2 separate regions of the Mus musculus genome follow, and region 2 is linked to region 1. A link is a contact called in public HiChIP or PLAC-seq data. All regions are on one chromosome and are shown on one strand. The core of a region is the stretch at or near the end of the contact, and the rest is flanking DNA. Distances in the headings are between cores, read along the strand shown.

Region 1 (6,409 bases), core at 2,955-5,454:
AAATTTTCCCTACAGGTATATTTATTGAAGTGGGGACCACATTGCCATAAGACAACAGTGCATCAATGGTCTTTTCTAAATAATAAGTAAATGAGTCAAGTATAAGATTTGAGGTAGAGACCATGTCTACTCCAGATGGCTACATGTGTACCCTGGAGTAGACACAGAAGTCAAGAAAACCATGCACAGAACATGCCACAGTGACACGTGGAGAACTGTGGAGACACAGACACAGTGAGAAGGAAAAGCTACCCCTCTGGCTGTCTAGCCTACCTGGCGTTCTCTTTCTCCAGTTCCTTCTGAATCCGGCTGCATTCTTGAGCCACTTTCACCTTCTCTTCAATCTCTTCTTTCACCAGCCTCTGGGAGTCATCGTGGGCTACCAGCTGAGACATTAGGTCCTCTACCTGGAAGGTGACAAGCATGAGGCTGAGATGGCAAAGACGGGCCGCATGGGAAGACACGTCTAACCTCGGGCTTCAGGCTGCTGTCAGCTGTGCCAGTCAGTGGCCGTCCCCACAGCTCTGCAGGAGTCACTAGTCCCTGCACTATGTTTTTCTTTACATTTACATGTTTATTCGTTTATTTGTGTACACACTTGAATGCATGCCACGACATGTTTGTGGAGGACAGTAGACAATTTGTAGGAGTTAGTTCTGAACTACCTCACTATGATGTATATGCAAGTTCACACACACACACTTTTTTTTTTTAATTATTCAAGACAGGGTTTCCTCTTTGTAGCCCTGGCTGTCCTGGAACTCACTCTATAGACCAGGCTGGCCTTGAACTCATAGAGAACCACCTGCCTCTGCGTCCTAAGTGCTGGGAGTAATGGTGTGCACCACCAATGCCTGGCTACACAACCCATTCTTAATCATCCTGTTTGTCTTCATAGCATGAGAAATCTTACATAAATGCAGACATGAATAAAAACCTTGCTGGGATACAACTATTCCAAAAGGCAAAGTGATGGGCAAGACCACAGTGACTATACACACACATACCAAAAAAGTAAAATAAAATAAAATAAAATAAAATAAAAACTTCGAGCCAGGCGGTGGTGGTGGTGCATGCCTTTAATCCCAGCACTTGGGAGGCAGAGGCAGGTGGATTTCTGAGTTCGAGGACAGCCTGGTCTACAGAGTGAGTTCCAGGAAAAAACAAACAAACAAACAAACCTTAGAACATCCTCTGTTATAGGCTTATGAGAAGGAAAAGCCATCTGGTAAATATGGACATAAGATTTCAGCGAGGACAGGAAAAACAACCCAAACTGGCTTGCTTTAGAAAAGTCAGCTTAGGGTCATTCCAGACAAGTGGAAAGCAGTGGTTGCAGTGTCCTGTAACACATCTCCACTGGAAATCACAATCAAAATGTGTGTGTGTGTAAGTGCAAATGTGTGTGCACAGGTAGGTCAGAGGTTAATATGTGTCCTCTATCATTCTCTAGCCTTTTTTTTTCCTTTTTTTTTTTTTTTGAGGCAGGGTCTCTCTTTCTCCTTAAACCTGGAATTTACTTTCAGCAGGATCAGCCGACCAGTGAGCTCCAGAGATCCTCCTGCCTCTGCCTCTTCAGCGCTAGGGTCAGCACCTGCCTTCACACCCAGATCTTCATGAGGGGGCTGAGAATCTCAACTCGGACCCTAACGCTGTGTAGCAGGTACTTTATCAGTGCAGCCATCTTCCTAACCGGCTCTTGTTTTAGAGACAGAATCCCACTCTGCAGCTCCAACTGACTTCAATCTCAACAGTCCACCTCTTAAATGCTGAGATTAAACATACAGTAATTGAATATAACCTAGTCACATTCTCTTATGCATTTTAAACCATCTCCAAGTTACTTACCAAACCTAATATGATGTAAACAGTACCTAATGAAATGTGAATGCTATGTAAACGGTTGTTATATTTTAGAGAACAAAAAAAAGTCTATACATTTACACTAAAAAGCCTTCCCAATGTTTTCAACTGGCCATTGGCAGAATTTGTGGATAAAGAGGGCTAGTAATACAATCCCAGAACTCTCAAAGGTACATGCTCAGCTCTGAACACCCTTCAACTCTGCATTTAGTTCGGTGGCCTATCTCTGTTCTCCCGAGGTCAAGAAGCAGGACCCAGATTCCACTGTCTGTAGAAGGGAGTAGGAAGGAAGGGCTGTGGGGCAAGTAGAAAAAAAGGTACCTGCTTCTGCAGGTCCAGCTTGTCCTTCTGGAAGGCAGCAAGGTCGTCCCTGTGCTGCTGGGCTGCCTCCTTCAGCTCCTGCTGTGTTTCCTGAAGCTGGGCCTGCAGCATGCCAGTGGTCTCCTATAGAAAGCAATCGGGGAGTACAGAAAAGCTCCCATGGGAGCTAGCTCCTGAAATCCTTACTATATAAATAATTGGTCTGTTTGTTTCTATTGAGTTGGCAGAAACTGAGGCAGGAAGTAGCAATGCATACTTTCTCCCTCTATTCTCAGACCTCATTTCCCCTCCTATGCCTGCATGGGTTCAGCCAACTTTTCTGGGCAAGCCCAAGAGCTGGTAACTGTCCCTAGCAGACTCATTAGCAGCCTCCTAAGCAGATCCTTATTTCCACTTAATTGCACACACACACACACACACACACATTTCCACCTGGTCTAGTACAGCATTAAAAAGATATCCTGGTCAGGCATGGTGACATATGCCTATAATCCTAGCTCTAGGGTAGCAGAGACATGTAGAAGCTACATAACAGAGAAACTCTGCCTCAAAAATTATTTAATTAATTAAGTTAATAATAAAAATGTAGTAATTTTGTAATTTAGTAGTTGAACATTTGCCTAACATATCCAGGTTTGATCCCCAGAACCACCAAAAGATAACAATAATTTAAAAAAAACGTAAACAAGAATATATAAAATCATGCATGAGGGGCTAGGGAAATGGTTGGTGGTTAAGAGCACTGGCTGCTCTTTGCTCTTGCAGAATACCCAGGTTCAGTTCCCAGAAACCATATGGTGACTCAAAACTTCACTAACTCCAGTTCCAGGGGCTCTGACATCTTCTGGCCTCTGCAGGTACCAGGCCTGAACATGGTATATATACATACATGCAGGCAAGACATTCATACACATAACATAAAAATAAATAAATCTGGGACTGGAGAGATGGCTCAGAGGTTAAGAGCACTGTCTGCTCTTCCAGAGGTCCAGAGTTCAATTTCCAGCAACCCCATGGTGGGTCACAACCATCTGTTATGGGATCCAATGCCATTTTCTGGTGTGTCTGAAGACAGCTACAGTGTACTCATATACATAAAATAAATAAATATAAAAAAATCATGCATCTCTCTTACACTTAAAATATCAGTCACCAGTTTTCCACTGGCCTCTAAACAAACCCCAAGCTCCCATGGCTAAGGAGGGGTCCTTTCCTTCTCTCCTCTCTTCTGTACTGACCCCAAGTTTATCACACTAGAGCCATGTACCTCCTTTTACCCCATATTTCCTAAGCCTCTGTCTGTCTGTTTCAGGGCCCTCTGACAATGGAATCCTGTGCCTAACATGTCCTTCAAAACTACCCTTAGCTGGGAAGGTTCTGCTGCCAAGTGTGATGACCCGAAGTCAATCCAGGGTCCCAGCTGGCAGAAGGAAAGAGCCAACTCTACCATGGGAATTCCATAGGCATGTCATGCCATATGTACATGCATGCACATGCACACAGAATAAACAAACAGATGTAATTTAAAGGTAATTAAAAACTGCCTCCTTCTAGCACTGAAGCCCCACAGTTCAATCCCTAACAATACTTTAAATGAGGTGTTATGGTCCACACTAGGTGGTAGAAGCAGAAGGATCAGGCACAGGGCCATCGCCATACCTGTTCCTTTAACTTCTGAATCTTCATGTCCTGTCTCAGCCTTTCCAGCTGTTGACTAGCATCTGCCAGCTCCTTCTGGGTCCTCAGCAGTGTCTCCAGGAGGGATACTCTCTCCTTCTCTGTTTCTAGCTGCATCTGGGGAAGGGCAGGAAGGGCAAGGGCTTCATGGCTCTGGATTATCATGTTCACCCAGGAGGCCATAAGCACATCTCATCTGCTCCAAGGTCTTCCAACAACAGGATGAGGGGCTGAGGGCAAGGGAAAGTCTCGGACCATTAACTTAGAACCAGGAAGTGCAAAGACTGCCACCGGCTCATAAGCTGACAGGATGTGGTCAATGCTGGCCCTCCCTCGGGAAGTATGACACACTGCCTGCTTGCAGCTAACTGCATGTTAGTCTCCTCACAGGCAGCAGGGCAGTAGCTACACTCTTCAGGAAGCCCCTCCTGAGCCCTGTTCTTAGGAATGGAAAAGTAAGAGGGGAAGAGACCGGGCATGCAAACATCATGAGGATATAAAGCTCGAGGATGCTTACTTGATACAGGGCGCTGTCAGCCTGGCTTCGTTCCTCTTCCCTCTGTGCACGGATGGCTTCCATTTCTGTCTGCTGCTCTCTCAGCTTTGTCTCCAGCTCTGCTCTCTCCCTCTCGAGGGTTTCCAGGGTCTTATCCAGCTCCTGCTGCAGCCAGGAGCGCTCTTTCTCCTGATCATGTAAAGGAACCCATACTGTTAAAGCCAGTGAGTGAGAGAGGAGACGGGGAGCTTGTCTGGACTTAGAATCTCTTCACTGTCTCACTGTGACATGGGCACTGCTTTAAGCCTGGTGACTCATTTCTCAGGGAAGTTTAAATCCCTGTCTCACTAAAATTTAAAGGTCATTTAATATTTTTTTAAAAGATTATTTTTAAAAAATAATATATAAACTGGAAGTGGTGGTGCACTCCTTTAATCCTAGTACTTGGGAGGCAGAGGCAAGGTGGATCTGAGTTTGAGGCCAGCTTGGTCTAAAGAGTAAGTTCTAGGACAGCCAGGGCTACACAGAGAAACCTTGTCTCAAAAAAACAAAACCAAAAAATAAAATAAAATAATGTCAACTGCACAACCATCATAAACACCAAACCTTCAGGGTCAAAAAGCCAACTATAAAAATAACAAAATTAAGTTGTTCGCTCTGTCTAAATGTATGGCCACCAGAGAGCTAAATTTGTGATGTCAAAACAGGAAGAAATAGTCTATCAGTGCTGGTTAGCTATGAGCAGAATATTTTGCTATTGAAAGTGCCACGTCCTGGGCAGTGAGACGGTGCAGAAAGTAGAAGCAGCTGCTATGTCAGTTTGCAGACCTGAGGCCCAGCTCCAGAACCCACACTGGAGGGAGAGAATCAACTTAAGACTTTTGATTATTTTGTTTTTGAATATTTATTTTTATTTATGTGTATATGTGTGGCATATATGTATGTATGGGCACAGAGGCCAGAGGAAGGCTTTAGAGGCAACTGGGAATCACCTGAGGTGGTTACTAGGGACCAACTCAGGTCCTCTGAAGAGCAGACTCTCTAACCATGGATCTCTCTAGCCCCTTGATCATGTTTTACAGTGAGTTTGCTGACAAGAAAGCAGCCAAAAATTTGCTCATTTTTGGAATTATGTGGGTATGACAGCAGGTATTTTCAAATAGTTGAGTAGTGTCCACAAGGCATTTCCTCAACTAAAATTCAGTCATGATACCTCCTGAAAGCCCAAAGTAAAAGATTATAACCCTGCTGACTGATCAGCTAATGGCCTCAGATTTCCTGAAAGGAGTGACTATCATGGTCACACTTGGGCCATGGTGGTCCCTTCTCTCTTCCCCTTCCCACACCCTCAGACAGACTACTCCCTTGTAACTGTTTTTAATTAAATAAAGGTTTAGAGAGGGTCTCACTATGAAATCCTGGAACTCATTAAGTAGATCAGGTTGGCACTGAACTCACAGACATCCACCTGCCTCAGCTTACGAAGTGCTAGAATTAAAAGCGTGTACTGCTACTCCGTCCAGCTGAGAAGTGTTAGATGATATGTGCTCTGTCCTCTCTGGTGCCTGCATCTGCCTTAGTCAGAGTGACACGAGGTAGGAAGCACTGGGCCACATAAGCACCATACTTAGGAGTGTAGCTACTATAGTTCCTCATGCCCCAAAAGGCATAAAAATAAATCTACATGAGTATAAAATAAAAACAAGAACAAGAAATTTAATTAAGTAATTAGACGGCAGAAGAAACAATTCTTTTTTTCCCCCCAGACAGTTCTAGTCCTGGCTGTCCTGGAACTATCTCTATAGACTAAGCTGGCCTCAAACTCACAGAGACCTGCCTGACTCTGCCTCTCGAATGCTGGGATTAAAAGGCATGTGATACTACATACACTAGCCTCCTAACTTTTGGAAAAAGGGTATTCCTTTGTAACACAGGTAGCCTTGAACTCACAAGGCTCCTGCCTCCTGGATGCTGAGATTATAACTGTGCTCTGCCAGGTCTGCTCCTAGGCTCCATACTTAATTCTTCATACACATCAAGCAAGCAAGCAGG
Region 2 (6,479 bases), core at 1,748-4,247, 550 kb before region 1:
TGGGGGCTTTCCGGCAGGTAGATTTGCCTGGAATTGCAAGATTCCTGCATGCTGAGAATCTGATCATTTTACTCTCCCTCTACCCCTGCATGCTTGGGATGGCCCAAATAACTGAGAGTCAGGGCCTCTGCTCCACACATTGTTCAATTGGCAAAACCGAAGACTGGCAATCTGTACTAGAGCAGTCAAGGTACCAGACAACAGGAACCTGGTCATCTGTCTCACTGCCATGAGGGCATCTGAGGCTTGCTGAAGCAGTTTCCAGGTTCTGGGTACTGGGAGGAGAGGGGGGGGGAGAGAGAGAGAGAGGGAGAGAGAGAGAGAGAGAGAGAGAGAGAGAGAGAGAGAGAGAGAGAGAGAGAGAGAGAGAGAGAGAGAGAGAGAGAGAGAGAGAGAGAGTAAGGGGTGGGTAAGAGAGGGGAGCTTCCTGGGTTCCACTTACCATGGTGGTTGAGATGGTCTCTGTGGTGATGCAGGGGGGAGTTGTCATGAAGTCTTTCACCATTGGAGTACCCCCATCAACCTATGAGGCAGAGAAGGAGGCATGAGAGATGACAGGACTACACGTATCTGTAGTATCTGTCACCTGGCTTATAGTTACAAGGTGACAGGTTTCAGGAGTGGACATGCACTGGGGGTGCTCACACTGTACTGCAGAGGGGCCCCAAGGCTCTTCAAAGACTTCATTTCAACCACTGTATTGGACAAAGCAACCAGGCAAGTTGGTGAATTCCATTCAACCTTGGAAGTTACCCTTTGATGTCATGTTGGTTAGTTTAATGTCAATTTGACAACAAGCTAAAGTCATTTGGGAAGAGGAACTCTCAACTGGTAAAATGTCTCAGACTGGCCTATGGGCAGTCTGTCAGGCATTCTCTTGATTAATGACTGATGTGGGAGGGCCCAGGTCACTGGAGGAGGTACCAACCCTGTGCAGATGGTACTGTATGATATAAGAAAGTAGGCTAAAGTTGGCTGGCACTCAGGAGACAGAGACAGGCAGATTTCTGTGAGTTCAAGGCCAGCCTAGTCTATAAAGCAACTTCCAGGACAGCCAGAGATACAGAGATACCCTGTCTCAAAAGGAAAGAAAGAAGAAAAAGAAAGAAAGAAAGAAAGAAAGAAAGAAAGAAAGAAAGAAAGAAAGGAAGGAAGGAAGGAAGGAAGGAAGGAAGGAAGGAAGGAAGGAAAAAAGAAAGAAAGAGAGAAACAAAGAAACAAAGGAAGGAAGGACTGAAAGAAAGTAGGCTGAGCAAGCCACGAAGAGCAACCAGTAAGCAACACTCCTCCATGGCCTCTGCTTCAGTTCCTGTCCCCAGGTTCCTGGCTGAAGTTCCCTCCGTGATGGGTGTGACCTGAGAGTTCTAAGCTGAAATAAACCCTCTCCTCCCCAAGTTGCTTCTGATCATGTTTTATCCCAGTGATAGAAACCCTAACTACAACAGAAGTTGATACTTCTAAAAGTCCACCAAGAAATATGAACAAGGAAACTTTACCATAGCACTGAATACTGGGAAAGATAAAATCCATCACAGGGTCCAGTGAGGGGAGACGGAAACACAGTTAGGACATGCTTCCCCAGTGGACATGGGGCTGGGAGGTAAAGTGCTCACTTAACATGCATGCATGAAGCTTGGGTTCTATTCCCAGACCCCATTTAAAAAATGCAAAAATTAGGTATTTGCTGCAACCTGCAATCTCATCATCACATGGGAGGTAGAAGCAGGAGGAAGCCCAAGGTCACCTTCAGCAGCACAATAAGTTTGAGGCCAGTCTGAGATACCTAACAGGGACCCTGTCTCATGAAGACAGAAGTGAAGGAGGAGGGACAGAGACAGAGAGACAGATAGAGACAGAGACAGCAATTGAGTAAATTCTAAGCTTGTTGAGGGCAAAGGATATACTGTAAGAGTCAGTGGTCTTATTTATCTAATAACTTTAAGTATGAACAGATGTGAACATCTGTGTTAGTATCTTCTCCCAGGAGACAACATATAGATAATGTCATCCAGTCTATTGACTTTTATAACTGGACATTTTGATGTTTTGATGACACCAGGTTATGGGATTTAAGGTCGTTTTGATTTCTTTATCCTTTGCATTAAAAACAAAGGTTGCTAAAACAAAGCAAGCCAGGGAGGGCAGAGGCCTGTCTGGGGTAGCCAGCTTACGACTCTCTAACGGCAGGAGCAGCTGCAAAGCCATTACTTGGCATACTGTAACAGTAGGAGAAAAAAATCTGGAAAATACATTTGTGTTATTTTATGTCATATTCAGAATGCCTGTGCTGGGGGTGGAACCCCAGGTAAGGACTCTGCTCTTGGTCACCAGGAGAAGGGACTGAGCTCTGAAGTCCTGTGGCAAGAAGAACCAGGGGCAATCCCTCAGACTTATACATTTTAAAAGTTGAAGAGCCACAGAGGACACACAGGAAGTGTGCACTAAGCTGTGAGCTGTTCCCAGGCAAGCTAGCCTTCTCCAGGGTGCAAGCTAGTTTCACCTCACTAACACATTCTTCAGTCATTTGGGCCTGGTTTGTTCATCTTTCCAATCGAATGTGGAACCTCCATGCATAAAAAATGACCCAGATAAGCTGTTCTGAACAACCAGTGACTGAGAGGTCTCCTTTTCTCTCCCCCAAGCTGCCTTGGAAAGATCCTCTCCACACGTATCAAGCAGCCTGAAAGCCATGCCTCTAAACTGCTAGCCATGAGCACTGAACACCCCCAGGAGGAGGGGGGGGAGGCAACATCACCCCCATTTACAGATGGGAAAGCATGGTTTTTCCCTGTTCCGTGTCTGACCTCAGGGAGGATGAAGGGAAGGAAAAGGTTGACCAAAGGGCTTGGCCACTTCAGTGAGGATCCTATGTTCAAATGGCCGGTCCCTGTGTCAGGTTACAGTAGGGGCACAGGTTACCTGGGTGCTGTCTGCAGCGGAGACTCTGCTTTGCAGCATGGCCTCTGGCTCAATCTTCTTCCTGATTGCCAGACTGCTGACGGTCATGGTTTCTGCTTTCACAGACTACAGGAACATAAAGGGGACACGTGAAAACTCAAGCCTAGACACAACTCCTCTTCACAGACAACAGGGATGCAGGAGGAGAAAGCTCTCTCCCAACCCCACGGAAAAGTATGTAAAGGCATGGTTGGTGTCACTGAGAAAGGACCCAAAGAGAGAGAGCCAAGGCCACTGCCTGCATGAGGAGGGCCTGACCCCATGCTTCAGGGCTGCATGTCTTTTGAGGCTGTATTGGTGTGGTTAAACTCAATGCTCAGCGTTCTCCTTACACACACGTCGCCTACACCTTTTAGTCACTTCGTGCAAACTGCTGCTCAGTGGAAGAACTACACACGGAAGTATCCAGGGGCCAGGCAACAGATGGGAACAGGCGAGGAGGCTAGCTGGCCGAAAGATATGGAAAGCATGGGGGATTCCATTCAGGTGTGGATTTATCGTCGCCTCTGCATGGTGGGCTTTTCTTTGGTATATTTTTTATGATATAAAAAAACACAATGTAATTTTAAAAATTAAAGCCAGAGAAAACACATCAGTTGGCTTTACAAACCGTATCCTAGGTGTCTCAAGCTAAATGATCAGCTTCTATTGACTCGACTCTCAGGCCTAGTTCATGGCTTTACACACTGTAGGTCTGATAAATGGATCTAGCTTTTCATGTGGTTGGAAGGAAGAGGGAGAAAGGAGAGATTCTTCCAGAATCCTGGTATCTAGCTGCTCATTCGTTTATCGTCCCTTGGTACCGAGTGTACCTTAGAACAGCTAAGACCTGGTGGGAGAAGGGCAGAGCAACCAGCCATTGCCCTGACTGTGCTGGAAATGTTAGAGCCAAAGTGGCAGGACAGAGCAGGATGCTGTAGGGCTAGTACTGCCTCCCAGGTAGCCAGAAAAGCACGGAGAGAGGTGCGTGAGCTGTCCTGGATCACGGTGAGGCACGGAAAGGGAGAAGGAGCCTTCCGCCCAGAGGGTACAGCATGGGGTAGGATACCAGCATGAATAAGCTGGTGTTCACTGTCTAGGGGTGGGGGCGAGGATCTGCTAGGGTAAAGGGAAAGGGGGAGTTTCTGAGACTCCTCTGTGCAGCTCTACTAAGGGAGCCACAAAGCAGAGAAGCTCAGACGCTGGCCCTGCATCCTCTCCAGAGGTTGTGTCTTCTCTTTTCCTGGAGTGTCCACTGCCAGCCCTAACATCTCAGGACCTGGTGGATTTAAATAACTGCCCCTTCTCCAGACCCTGGTAAAATGAGCCCTGGCCTGCATCAAGAAAAACCACTCAGCGTTCAGACCAGCTGTAGGAGGCTCAGGAGTCCACGGACACATGCTCTCTCCAGGTGCTATGCAGCACAGTTCAGGGGGATCAAGGAGGCAGTAAATCATCACTTGACCTCAGCAAGTGATGGGGGTCACGGGGTTAAAACTGCCACGGAGCACCTGTAAGTGGTGGACCGACACAGCAGACATGCGTTGCAGAACCATGCTGTTCTACGAGGGGCAGTCATGCAACACCAGACAGAGCTTCAGGCTGCAGCTGATGGCTGCTCTCCTTACTCATGGCCCAGAGCCCTCTGAACATGCAGTGCCCGGTTCTCCGTGAAGCTCCACTGTACCTCAAACTGGGGCATTTCTGGAGTGGAACAGGCCCCTCGATCCGGGCTGTCCTCGAGGCCCCCAGATTCATCCTCTTGGCTGGAGGGCCCCTTGAGATCCCGGGCGAACACCAGGCCCTCTGTCTCAGAGTCACTTTTATCCCGATCAAGCTCAGGGAGGCTTCGGGAGAAGTCTTCAAAGGCGCCGCCATGGTAGTCACCAATAACCGTGAAGTCCACCTCAGCCTCCAGGCTGGACGTGGAGCTGACCGTAATGCTGGAGCACTTGCGCTCAATGGCCAGGTGGTTGTCCTTCAGGAATACGGCGTCCCTCTCCTGGTCCTGGTCCTCATCTCCCGTGTCGCTCTCTGGGGCACGTGGGCGTGGTGGTTTGACTTTCTCCTCTGAGCCCTCCCTCAGCCCTGCTCTCTATGGCCGGATAAAATCGGGGGGGGGATGGGGATGTGGGGTGGGGAGAGAGAGAGGTCAAGATGGTGAATGCCAGAGGACATCTCAAGGTTGTGATGATGTTCCCAAGTGGAAGAACAAGTCAGGAAACGGAAAAACACCCCAGAAAGGTTTCCTTGGAATCGAACACAAAACAAAACAAAACACAACGAAACCTTCTCGAGAGTGGGGATGCTCTTTGGAGGGTCTCACATGGATGCCAAAGCAATACAAAGCTAGCATCCTTCCAGCGAGTTCTGGACAGGAGGCCCCCTCCAAGGCTAGGATCCAAAAGCCTGTCAGAAGCGGCATAAAGGCAGGGATGGAGGCCTGGACCACAGGCTCATCCGTGCAGGCGGCATTGAGAGGCAAACTGAGGAAGAAGGCCAGGGATTCAGGGGAACCTGGGAGAGGAGGCAGAGAGGCTGGGGCTGGAAGCTAGAGGAACACAGAAGAAGCCAGCAGCCTGTCAATTGCACTGAGTCTCTGGGGGAGAGGCAGCACCATCCAAGGGAAGAAGAAAAACTGACCCAGGACCTCTGGACTCCAGCTTCCTGGAATTCACACCAGTGCCGCCTTGAACTCCATGGTAACCACTGAGAGGAAGTTCTGTCCACATCAGTGTAATTGACAACGGCAGGCCAAGGGAACACCCAAGGGGAACCAGCAAACTGTGTCCTAAATACATACCTCTCAACTGGCCTGTCAGGGATTAAACACCACACGTGCATTTTGTTTGTTTGTTTTTGTTTTTTTGTTTTTTTGGGTTTGGTTTGTGACTTCCTTTCTTTCTTTTTTTTCTTTTTTTCTTTTCTTTTCTTTTTTTTTTTTTTTTTTTTGAGACCAATTCTAACACCCACACCATATTTAGAAAGAACTCATTTCAGTACGCTTCAGAGATTCACTTGTTAACCAGCCATCACGTGGCCAGGTTCTGGAAGGTTGAGAGGTGTGAGGAATATATTGCGGACAAGCCAGAGTGTGAACAGCTGCAAGGGGGTTGCTACTAGGGCAGGTGGGAACCTAGGGAACGGCGCATCCCGGTTGGATGAAGATGACCAAGTCATCGGGCACAGAGGGACTGCAGAGACCTGAAGGCCCGGAGGGCTGGCGAATCTCAGACGCCCCCCCTTCCCAGGGGTGCTTGGCGCTAAGCGGCCGAAGGAGTTCTTGTCTTCCCCGCCCGCATCTCCGGCTTTGCTCTGGATTAGAGAAGACAGTTAGTCTTAAGGAGGTAGAAGGAAGGTGGAGAGGGAAGCAGAGTGGAGGAGACCTCTGAACTGTCAGCTTCTACAAGGTGGGATTCAGGGGTGGGGAAGGGTGGAGTATGACCACTGTATAAGCCAAGCATGACAGGAGGAGTCCAGCAGGTGGGAGGGGCAAGGCAAAGCAGGTATGTAATCTGCTGCTGCTGCTGCTGGTGGTGGCT

The links. HiChIP or PLAC-seq counts read pairs in DNA pulled down with a chosen protein or histone mark.
Region 2: a contact with region 1 is called in an H3K27ac HiChIP or PLAC-seq map of microglia, with 7 times the contacts expected there. The contact joins two enhancer-like sites. A contact is called at or near these places in 5 of 484 Hi-C or Micro-C datasets (the Ba/F3 cell line, the N1E-115 cell line, cardiomyocytes and 2 more) and 1 of 115 datasets of contacts at active chromatin or transcription factors (microglia).

What each region holds. Positions count from the first base shown.
Region 1 is chr2:155,977,281-155,983,689 of GRCm38.p6, reverse strand. It overlaps Cep250 (centrosomal protein 250), which reads right to left. Exons shown (of 33, transcript NM_001130000.1): 19 at 4,379-4,546; 20 at 3,844-3,978; 21 at 2,185-2,307; 22 at 274-407. Among named protein-coding and RNA genes, the nearest start is that of Cep250, 24 kb to the right of the region's middle. Within about 2 kb of position 4,204, at least 188 of the 459 cell types and tissues checked have an H3K27ac peak or open chromatin away from gene starts, as enhancers often do. A contact at or near this core is called in microglia, where this site is marked.
Region 2 is chr2:156,523,434-156,529,912 of GRCm38.p6, reverse strand. It overlaps Epb41l1 (erythrocyte membrane protein band 4.1 like 1), which reads right to left. Exons shown (of 25, transcript NM_001368800.1): 17 at 6,142-6,252; 18 at 4,625-5,032; 19 at 2,920-3,024; 20 at 443-523. Among named protein-coding and RNA genes, the nearest start is that of Aar2, 21 kb to the left of the region's middle. Within about 2 kb of position 2,997, at least 2 of the 459 cell types and tissues checked have an H3K27ac peak or open chromatin away from gene starts, as enhancers often do. A contact at or near this core is called in microglia, where this site is marked.